Linked DNA regions of Mus musculus: all the other regions are linked to region 1. Evidence: chromatin contacts called from public HiChIP or PLAC-seq and Micro-C data. All regions are on one chromosome and are shown on one strand. Each heading gives the region's core, a stretch centred on a gene start, on an enhancer-like site or on the middle of the called end of the contact. The rest is flanking DNA. Distances are from core to core; before and after follow the strand shown.

What was found. A called contact is a pair of places that touch in the nucleus more often than the background predicts. HiChIP or PLAC-seq counts read pairs in DNA pulled down with a chosen protein or histone mark.
Region 2: a contact with region 1 is called in a Micro-C map of embryonic stem cells, with 2.9 times the contacts expected there. The contact joins two enhancer-like sites. A contact is called at or near these places in 2 of 15 datasets of contacts at CTCF or cohesin (embryonic stem cells and large pre-B cells), 11 of 484 Hi-C or Micro-C datasets (cortical neurons, embryonic stem cells, large pre-B cells and 3 more), 1 of 115 datasets of contacts at active chromatin or transcription factors (embryonic stem cells) and 2 of 9 other capture datasets (embryonic stem cells and pancreatic islet).
Region 3: a contact with region 1 is called in an H3K27ac HiChIP or PLAC-seq map of double positive thymocytes, with 3 times the contacts expected there. The contact joins two enhancer-like sites. A contact is called at or near these places in 1 of 39 promoter capture datasets (cranial neural crest), 1 of 15 datasets of contacts at CTCF or cohesin (large pre-B cells), 6 of 484 Hi-C or Micro-C datasets (the AML12 cell line, the HPC-7 cell line, LSK cells and 3 more) and 6 of 115 datasets of contacts at active chromatin or transcription factors (bone marrow-derived macrophages, double positive thymocytes, embryonic stem cells and 2 more).

The regions. Positions count from the first base shown.
Region 1 is chr5:136,621,670-136,624,694 of GRCm38.p6, forward strand. No RefSeq gene overlaps it. Among named protein-coding and RNA genes, the nearest start is that of Gm38722, 9.2 kb to the right of the region's middle. Within about 2 kb of position 1,587, at least 141 of the 459 cell types and tissues checked have an H3K27ac peak or open chromatin away from gene starts, as enhancers often do. A contact at or near this core is called in bone marrow-derived macrophages and double positive thymocytes, where this site is marked.
Region 2 is chr5:136,753,360-136,756,765 of GRCm38.p6, forward strand. It overlaps Col26a1 (collagen, type XXVI, alpha 1), which reads right to left. Exons shown (of 13, transcript NM_001346699.1): 6 at 1,556-1,654; 7 at 834-986. Among named protein-coding and RNA genes, the nearest start is that of Myl10, 61 kb to the left of the region's middle. Within about 2 kb of position 1,307, at least 22 of the 459 cell types and tissues checked have an H3K27ac peak or open chromatin away from gene starts, as enhancers often do.
Region 3 is chr5:136,439,541-136,442,990 of GRCm38.p6, forward strand. The region is part of intron 2 of Cux1 (cut-like homeobox 1); the gene reads right to left. Among named protein-coding and RNA genes, the nearest start is that of Gm16599, 48 kb to the left of the region's middle. Within about 2 kb of position 2,106, at least 43 of the 459 cell types and tissues checked have an H3K27ac peak or open chromatin away from gene starts, as enhancers often do. A contact at or near this core is called in bone marrow-derived macrophages and double positive thymocytes, where this site is marked.

The DNA.
Region 1 (3,025 bases), core at 337-2,836:
CCACACTACCCTGTAGAACTGTTTAATCTTTCAGTTTTCCCCCCATTAAGTCCCTGCTGCTGGCTATGGACTTAATAAATTCCACCCCATTTACTTACAAACTTACAATTCATTTAGGCTTAGCAGAACTTTCTGGACTGTCTAGGCAATGCAACCAAGCTGAGGTTGAGACATTTTTTCCTTTCAGCACAGGGCTCTCTTCCCCTTCAAACATACATGCAAAGGGCTGGTGGGATGGTTCAGTGGGTAAAGGAGCTTGCCACCAAACCTGCCGACTCAAGTTTAATCCCAGGAACCCACGTGGTTGAAGGAAAGAACTGACTCCTAGAGTTTGTCCTCTGACCTCCACAGGCCGGCTTTGGCATAAGCTTTCCCTACCCCTACTCCCTTAAAGTGATCTTTTCTTTTCTCTTCTTTTCTTTTCTTTCTCTTTTGTTTTTGTTTGTTTTGCTTGTTTGTTTGTTTGTTTTTAAACCCTCAAAATGAACAAATAAATTTTAAGAACCCTCTAACCAGAAAAGAAACAACAACAGCAAAACAGTAATAAACCCAGGAGCATGATCTTCTGGTACACACATGTAACTGACAGGCTGACAGGGGTCAGCCTGGGCTTCAGAGTGAACCTTGCCTTAAACAGACCAGATACACAGTCTTGAGGGGAGATAGGAGTTCTACTGGATGGTCCCACTCTCATCTCGGGAGCTTGGACCTATCCAGCCCCACCTTGGTGGTCTTGTTTTCTGCCACGTGTTTAGAGGAGCCTTTTTTTTTTTTTTTTTTTTTTTTTTTTTTTTTTTTTTTGAGACAGGGTTTCTCTGTATTGCCCTGGCTGTCCTGGGACTCACTTTGTAGACCAGACTGGCCTCAAACTCAGAAATCCACCTGCCTCTGCCTCCTGAGTGCTAGGATTAAAGGCGTGTGCCACCATGCCGGGCCGAGGAGCCTTTTTTATTAAGGAAGCTTTCATCCAGGCCGACCTTGATCCTTTGCAGAGGCCATGGGAGCTAAGGAAAGTTAGGGAGCAAGAGAAGCTTTTTCTCTTGTGGGAAAGCCTTGTCATCTTTCCAGGTGAGGATGGTAGCCCCGATTTTCTCATGAACCGGCATCCCCAAAGGCAGGGATCATTCTGGATTGCTTTTGGGAGTCAACTCATTGCTCAGGACTTGGGAATGCCGTAGGTCCTCAATCAATACTCCAAGGGTTGGATTCCGCAGAACCATGTGCCTGCGGCACCCATCCAGCTAAGATAGTCACAACCTCGGAGTAGGCTTAGGGAGAGGTGGCCTGGCTTCAGGAGGGTATTGGGTGCAAAGAAAAGCATCGTGGGGGGCCGTTTGGGGTCCTCCCGGGGCGCTTAACCTTGGCTTTCTCTGCTGGCTGGGTTGTGGCTCCTTACTCCAGGGCCTCGGGCTGCGCGCCAGAGAAGAGGAGGAGGCGTCTACCGTCTGCACCCATCACCTGAGCTGTACCGGGCGGGGAGGATAACAATTATTGGGAGAGGTTGAAAAAAAAATCATTATCAAATAACTACAGCTTGCAAAAGTTGGAGGGTGGAAAGGAAAATGCGGTCCGGATCGCTGCAGGATCGCGCGGCTGCTGGAGCTGCGCCGCGCAGCGCCGCGGTAGCCGATCTGGAAGGAGAAACATCTGCAAGGCATTTGTGCGAGGCTCACCTTTGAGACCTCGCGGTTGGAAGGAGGCGCTGAGTTCGCGCAAAAGGAAAATCGCTCCAAGGTTTTCTTAGGGGGACCCTGACTGGCGCGGGCTGAGGAGGCTAGGGAGTTGGGGAAGAGCGCCCCCTGTCAGGCGCACGAAGAGCCTTGATGACCCGAAAGGAAAGCTACCACCTTAGCCTCAGTTTCCCAATCTTTCTCTCTTTACCCCTCCTCCTTCCCCTCACCCTCATGTAGCCCAGGCTTTTTATGTAGCTGAGGCTGGCCTTGAACACTTCACCTTCCTTCTTCAGTCTCCCAAGTGCTGGGATTGCAAGTCTGCCTTCTAAGATACATTTTCAGCAGTATATGAATGGGAGTTAACGTTAAATTCACCAATCCGTTCATGTGACGAATTACGATGTCACTTTAAAAAAATCTTTAAAAGATAGCATGTCCAAGGAAAAAGGGGGAAACTTTTTTCCTGATAAAACAGAAGTGGCTTTTCGGAAATGTTTTTCCTTTTGGCAGCTTCATAAGACACTGTGATCAGCCAACGCCTTACTACCCTTTCCTCTGCAACAGCCTGCTTTCCCGTTCCCCCTCTCTCCTACCTTCATGCCCCTCTCTTATACCCCCACCCCGTAAGCAGTCACAGCCAGGTGTTCATGACACCAAGAGTCATTGACAGCCCACCACATGCTTCACCCCCATTCTGCTCCTCCCTTCCCTCTTTCCAGATGTTCCCTGGGCCTTGGAATGGTGACACAACGTGCTGGGTGGGACCGGGCATTCAGCAGCCACCTGTTCTCACCCCTTGGACCAGCTGAGTTCCCCCCCCCCCCAAGCACTGCCCATTCAAGAAGCCCTTCTCTGGTCAAAGCTGAGGGCTTCCTTAGTCTGTGTGTGTCCCCCCAAAACAAGGTTTCTCTGTGTAGCCCTGGCTGTTCTGGAACTCACTCTGTAGACTAGGCTGTCCTTGAACTCAGAGCTCTGCCTGACTCTGCCTCCCGAGTGCTAGGACTAAAGGTGTCTGCCACCACCGCTCAGCTTAGTCTATGGGTACAAGCACTGTTTCGAAAGCAGTTTAGGATTATGGAGATGGCTCAGTTACTAAAGGCACTTTCTGCTACACGTGAAGACCTGGGTTGGCTCTCCAGGACCCACAGGAGAGAGGAGAGAACCAACTTCTTCAGGTTGTCCTCTGGCTGTCAAAACTTGTGCCATGGGTGTCCTCACATACAAAATAAGTAAATAAATGCAATAAAAAAAATTAAGAATAGAAGGCAGCTTATGAGGTCACTTGACAGGTCACCAGGAGTTCCCTGTAGGGCCTGACCTTTCCAGGCTCAGACATTTCCCCAGTTCTGCTT
Region 2 (3,406 bases), core at 57-2,556, 130 kb after region 1:
TAGGCAGGGCCTCTACCACTGAGCCACGCCCCCAGCCCCTCCCTGGGGGATTCTCGGCAGGGCCTCTACCACTGAACCACGCCCCCAGGCTCTCACTGTGGGACTCTAGGCAGGGCCTCTACCACTGAGCCATGTGCCCCAGACCTACTTTTTTTTTTTTTTAATATGCTTTTTTTTTTCCCTCTTGAGACAGGGTTTCCTTGTGTAGCTGAGACAGGTCTTGAGTTTGCTGGATATCCCAGACTAACTTAAAGCTAGCACTGAGTCTACTGTGTCAGCCTCCCAAGCCCAGCTCCTCCAAGGTTTTTAAATCACCCCAGGGCTAGGGTTAAGGTGAGGTTAAGATCAGGGTTAAGCACTTAGCCAGACCTGCTCCTCCTTCAACTGCTCTCCTCTGCCTCCCTCTGGTCCCTGAGACCCAGAGTCTCTGACCCCATGCTCTGCGCCCCCACAAAGCAGGTGTTTTATGTGGTCTGCGACTCACACAGGTCACACTGTGGTCCCTGAGAACAAGCAGGTCTCTGCCACTTTTGTGTCAGTAAACACCTGTTAGTATCTTACAGTGAGAGACCACAGGGAAGAAAATGTTTCAGGGGTGCTCCTGGTGGGGGAGCCTCGCCAGCTGCAGGCGGAGCCGGGAACCATCAGACCTGGTGAGCTAAGCCTGGGGCCAAGAGCAGGCTTGGAGGCGGTCTCCATGGAGCGACCAGGCCTCCTGTCCTGGATGATCCCTGATATTAGCGACTCTTAGCTTCTCTGGGATCCTTAGCGAAAGCTAGTTTCCCTCAACAGACAGTTTGGCTCACCCACCCCCGACCTGACCCAGCACTCACTCTCCTTGTCTGTTGGTGTCTGCAGGGAATACAGGACGCCTTGGGGAGTGTTTGGCAAGAGGCCAGGACTTCCTGCTGGGCCAGGAGGGCCTGGTGGACCAGGGCGCCCCATCTCTCCAGGGAGCCCGCGTGGCCCCGGTGGTCCCAAGAGACCTACAATGAAGAGCAGAGGCTTTAGGTGAGACCAGCGGCTGCGATGTTACAGACAAGGGAACTATGGCCCTGAAGAGGAGTGGCCAAGGACATTTGTCCAGTCAGTGACAAGTCTCCGGGCCCACAGTCCTCCTGGGAGGTCAGTGGGACATCTTCCTCTTTCTGGCACAGGGACAGCAGAGGGTGGACATGACAGAGTTAGGAGTGGGATCGGCACAGGCTCCAGCCAGATGTCTTGGGACTCGGGAGTAGTTTAACTCTGGAGCAAGGACAGAGCGTGAGCCAGCCCTGAGCAGGCATTGGAGCTCTGCAGCGCGCAGGGGATCATGGGATTCCTGCATGGGGTTTCAGGTGCTTGGAACAAACCCTGGGCCTTAGCAGCGCCATCCCCACCCCAAGGGTCCCAGTAGACTCTTGTCCTGCAGCACCTCTGAGATTGGGGAGAGGAGAAAGGTGAGAAGGAAGTAATAAATTTGGGGTAACAAGCAAGATTAAGGTACACAAAATGCCACCCATGCCCAGGTACAAAGCAAACTCCTGTCTCCACTCCAGGGGACAGGGCTCCTTACCTGGAGGTCCCACTGGGCCCTTCTCTCCTGTCTGGCCCTGTTCACCTTTGGAACCTGGAGGTCCTGCAGGTCCAGGTGGTCCCATCTGTCCTGGAGGTCCTGAGGAGAGAATTATGGGAGAACACTGTGGACTCAGATGCCATAGAGGCTCCAGTTCTGGTCACATGGGTTGTGTGCTCAGATGAGTGATAGGCAGGGGCTCTACCACTGAGCCACGCCCCCAGTCCCTCCCTGGGGGATTCTAGGCAGGGGCTCTACCACTGAGCCACGCCCCCAGCCCCTCACTGGGGGATTCTAGGCAGGGGCTCTACCACTGAGCCACACCCCAGCTCCTCACTGGGGGATTCTAGGCAGGGGTTCTACCAAGAGCCACGCCCCCAGCCCCTCCCTGGGGGATTCTAGGCAGGGGCTCTACCACTGAGCCACGCCCCCAGCACCCGGGTATACTGGTCATGAGAGTTGAGAAGTTGCCTTTCCCTGTCTGTGATCCCAATGACTGAGTTTGTTTTCCCCTTTTGGGTAAACTGAGCAGCTGAGAAGCATGGTCTTCCACTGCCAGCCACAGAGTCAAACTGTAGCTTGTTTTCTCAACATCCTTTCTTCCTGCTGTCTTCTTGCTCAGGGTCCAGAACTGCAGTTGTGGCAGCTGAGCCCAACCTTCCCTGAGGGTCTGCAGGGCCAGGCCTTCCCTCTTGAATCACTATCTCTTGAAATATTCTGGAGGCCTGAGTGTGCCACCACGGAGCAGGCCCAGTTATCCCAGCACTGAAGAGGCTGAGGCAGAAGAATCAAAAGTTCAAGGCTAGCTTGGGTGACATACTTTGTCTTACTTCTGAGTCAGCTGAGGGCCGTGTATGGAGCACAGCATTTAAAATTGCATTTGACTCTGGTCTGTGAGAGAGTCTCTAAAGAACCTCTTGCTGGAAAATCTCACTCAAGGAGGCAGGAAAACGCAGGAGTCACCATTAGCGGGGTGTGTCTGCCACCTGCTGGCCATGCCTGGAACTTCACTTTCTCTGATAAAGTTCCAATCAAGAGCATCAATGAGTTTTGAGACTATGTAACACAGGAGATTTGGGGCCTGGGATCAGGGGCATATGTGTGAACTCTAGAGGTGAATCCTGGGGTTCATCAGGAGAGGAGAAAGAGGGGACTAGATCATATTCCCAGGACCTCCAGGCACTTACCTAAAGTGTCTGAGTTTTAGTTGCTATCTCTAACTTGTTCGTTCACATGCTTTGATTTAAGTTGGGAATGACACGTACAGCCAGGCATGGCTGCTTGCACTTATAATGCAGCACTGTTGGAGCGGGGTGGCAGAGAAAGAGGGATCGTGAGGGGTTGCTAGCCTCCAGCCTAGCTCCAGGGTCAGTGAGAGACCCTGTTTCAGGGAATAAGGTAGAGGACACATGATGCAAACTTGTGAATTTATCAAAATATCTAGGGGGGACACAGTGGGGACAGTGACCCATCTTGAAGGACATCTCACCCCCACATCCACCACCACCATCATCACCATCACCATCACCATGGTATACAGCCTGAGGCCAGCACTATCTAAGTGTGTTAGTTAGCTCTGTCAGTTAGACACAGCCCTGGGTCAACTGACAAGCTAGTCTCGGCTATGGAAAACACCTAGATAGGATTGGCCTGGGGCATGTCTGTGATGTATTGTCTTGAAGTTCATTGCTGTAGGAAGGCCCAGCCCACTGTGAGGTGGCACTGTCCCAAGGCAGGTGGTTCTGGGTCGTTTAAGAAAACTAGGTAAGTGTGGGGCTGTGGGTGACCCAGCAAGCAACATTCCTCCATGGGTTTTGCTTCCAGTTTCTGTCCTGACATCCCTCAGTAGTG
Region 3 (3,450 bases), core at 856-3,355, 180 kb before region 1:
TGCATATGTAGCAGAGGATGGCCTTGTCATGTATCAATGGGAAAAGAGGCCCTTGGTCCTATGAAGGCTTGATAGATGCACGAGTGTAGGGGAACTGAGGGCAGGGAGGTGGGAGTAGGTGGGTAGGTAAAGGAACACCCTCATACAAGCAGGGGGAGGGAGGATGGAATAGGGGGTTTCCAGGGGCCGGGGGAGATCAGGAAAGGGGCTAACATTTGAAATGTAAATAAAGAAAATATCCAATAAAGAAACAAAAAAAAAACAAAAAAAAAACAAAACCAATGCTTGCACTGAGGAAATTAGCTATTGATTTGAGGTAGGGGATAAATTCCTATACTTCGCACCGTACACTTAAAACTGTTGTCACATGAAAACTGCCGGTTCCACAGTGACTAGCCCAGGTAGGAGGACAAGGTGACAAGGAGAATGCCATATTCTTTAGAAACAAATGAACTACAAGACAAAGCAACAAACACATCCAAAAAAAAAACCAAAGGGCCATTGGTACAAAACGATGGCTCTGAGTCCTAGTATTAGATGGTGCCTACCATACTGTTTTGTTTTTACATTGTGAGACATATCTTACTTTGTAGCCAAGGATGGCCTTCAACTCATGACTATCCTCCTACCTTGGCATTTTGATTGCTGGGAGTACAGACATGAACAACCATGCTGGACTCCACAAATTTACTCTTACTATAAAACTTAAGGAATAAAGAGAGCCCAAGCTCTCTCTGTCCCTGTTACCTGTCACCACCATAAGCTTCTCTCCTCTCTGTAACACAAAAGGAACTTTACTTAGACTTCGTGACACTGTGCCTGGTGGAAACGGCCAACCTGTAATATATCTCCATCTATATTTAGGTTATAGAATTAGATCCCAGTTTAGTGAGCTTTCATCTCCTAACGTGGGATGTTTCCCGAGGCTGCCTGAATTAGATTTCCTACTCATTCGTTTCCTGAAAGCCAGGATTCAAAGACCTTACTTCCTAGCTTCTTGCTTCTTTCGTCATTTCACGACACTTCAGATTTCATCAGTAGTTTGGGGAATTCAAAGAGGGATTTCATTTCCTAACAATCTGTAAGGATGGGAGACGATGAAACTCAGTGATGTGGGTTAGATAAGAGTGTGCTGACTCTAGTCTTTCAGGGCTAGCCACTTGTCCTTTGTGGGTCAGATGGCTAACGTTTGAAATGAGCACCTCAACTGATCGGTCTATGCCACCATACCTGGTTGAGTCAGTGGCATTGAGAGCTGATGGCAAAGAGATCAACCAGTTCAAGAAACAAAAAGAACCCAAAGGGGTGTGTCTTCCACCCGAGAAAGTGTGCCTACCATGGCTAAATTGCACGGAAGGAGGGATTCATGCCGGGGTGAGAGTCAAGTGATATGACTTGCTGCTTCTCTCCCCAAAACGGAGCAGAATGTACAACTGCAGACTTCGGTTGCCTGAAAAGTAGTCCCTGGAACACAAGCATCACTTTTAAAGTCAAGGAAAGAAGCCAAAAATAAAAGGCAGAACTTTAAAAATGGCAGAACCTTAAAGCCATAAAAGGTTTAGGGTGTGGCTCAGAGGTAGAGCACCTGCCTACAATCACCCAGGGAGGGGCTAGTGGGTATGGCTCAGCAGTATAGCATATATGCTAAGTCTTGTTTTAGATTCCTAAGACCTTTAAAAAATGCTGGAACCAAAACTTAAAGTATAAGGAGTGACACATCCTTCTCCCTCCTGGCTGAACCAAGCATAGGAATATATTGGACAGAGATGATGAAGGCACACTGGACACCATAAACAATTATAATACCCATCCCAGAATCAGGGTATTCAATGGGTTCCAGGCCTGTTAGATACCTGTTCCCACCCAGAAATCCCTTCAAGCCAGCAGGCCAAAAAAAAAAAAAAAAAATTCTTAAGACTACTTTGTCTACAAACAACATGTGCCCCAAAGCAAGGAATCAAGCAGGTATAAGAGGGACAGAGAGTTTTACTCTAATTTTAACAACCGGGAGGGCTTTGCCTGCCATGTTTGCCCTGACTGAAGACAGCAGTCAACCTCACTGAACAATCTAAAGCCTGGGAGGTTTCTCTTCCTCCTCTTGCAGATAAAAGAACGGTATTTCTATTAACCTACAAGATAAATACACACCATGGTAAGCAGCTGGCAAAAATGTATAGCCAGCACTGAGCTGCAGGCCCCTTTGGGCAACCGGGGTAAATTTCCTGCTCTGCTCATAGGAGCCACGCTTCTTCTCATTTCACACCGTGTGTTTAGCTCATGGACCGTGAATGTCATCTACTTCATTTCTGGGAAGCTTATGGTCAAGTCTATGACTCATCTTTCAGTATAGGGTCAGAGATATACTTTGAATAGTTGCCCAGTTTGGGGTCTGCCTGTTAGTCCTTGGTTCATTTATTATTTATATATTTGTTAGTTTTGGTGTCTTTCTTCCTTCCTTCCTTCCTTCCTTCCTTCCTTCCTTCCTTCCTTCCTTCCTTCCTTCCTTTCTTTCTTTCTTTCTTTCTTTTTCTTTTTTTCCTGAGGCAGGGTTTCTCTGTGTAGACTTGGCTGTCCTGGAATTTGCTCTGTAGACCAGGCTGGCCTCAAACTTACAGAGATCTGCTGCCTCTGCTTCTGGGATTAAAGGTGTGTACCACCTTGATTTTATTTCCTTTTCTTTCCCACCACTGCTAGTCTCTGCCTTGCTTGCAATAGCAAGCCAACTCTACCTAGGCAAGCTGTTGGCAAATACAGAACTGAATAACACAGCCAGCTGAAGGGCAGTCAGGCATGGTGACAGGCGTGTGACGCTTGGGGTCAGTGAACTCAGACTCGGATTAGGTTTGTTACAGGCTTGTGAGGACAGTGGCTGTCTGACCTTAGTGTCCTCAGACACATAGTAGAGAAGTGTCTAGCCTGGGCGGTCACTGATATCCTTAGCAGGGATCAGCCAGACACAAAGTAGGTGCTTAAGACAAACTGCCCATTATACTTTCCTTCGACTGTAGGCAAAATTGGCAGAAATCCCACCCGAAGTCCCCCAGACAGCCCAGGCAACTCTACACTCCAAGGAAGTCAGCTGACCTCAGGATGGTTGGTCCTGGCTAGGAACTGGCAAAGCAAAGACAAAAGACTGGAGTCTGTTTACTCTCAGAGGCTGATTCTGCCATGCTGGGGGCATGGCCCCTTGCTGCTACCCGAGGCTGCCTTTGTGGGGTCTGAGCAGCCTACATATGACACCTGGCATGAAGCTCTGTCTAAAGCAAGTGTCTGTCAGGGAAGTATTCAAAGTCAAGTCTGCCGACTTCTCTGAGAATGGTCTGTCTTGAGTTTTCTACCTCGGCTGCCTGCCCCACATCACTCAGTGAGATTCTGGGCCACTTTCTGCAACTGTCATTCAATTCTGGCTCCAGATTGAAACCTCATTTGAATGTTAACAAGCACAGCAAT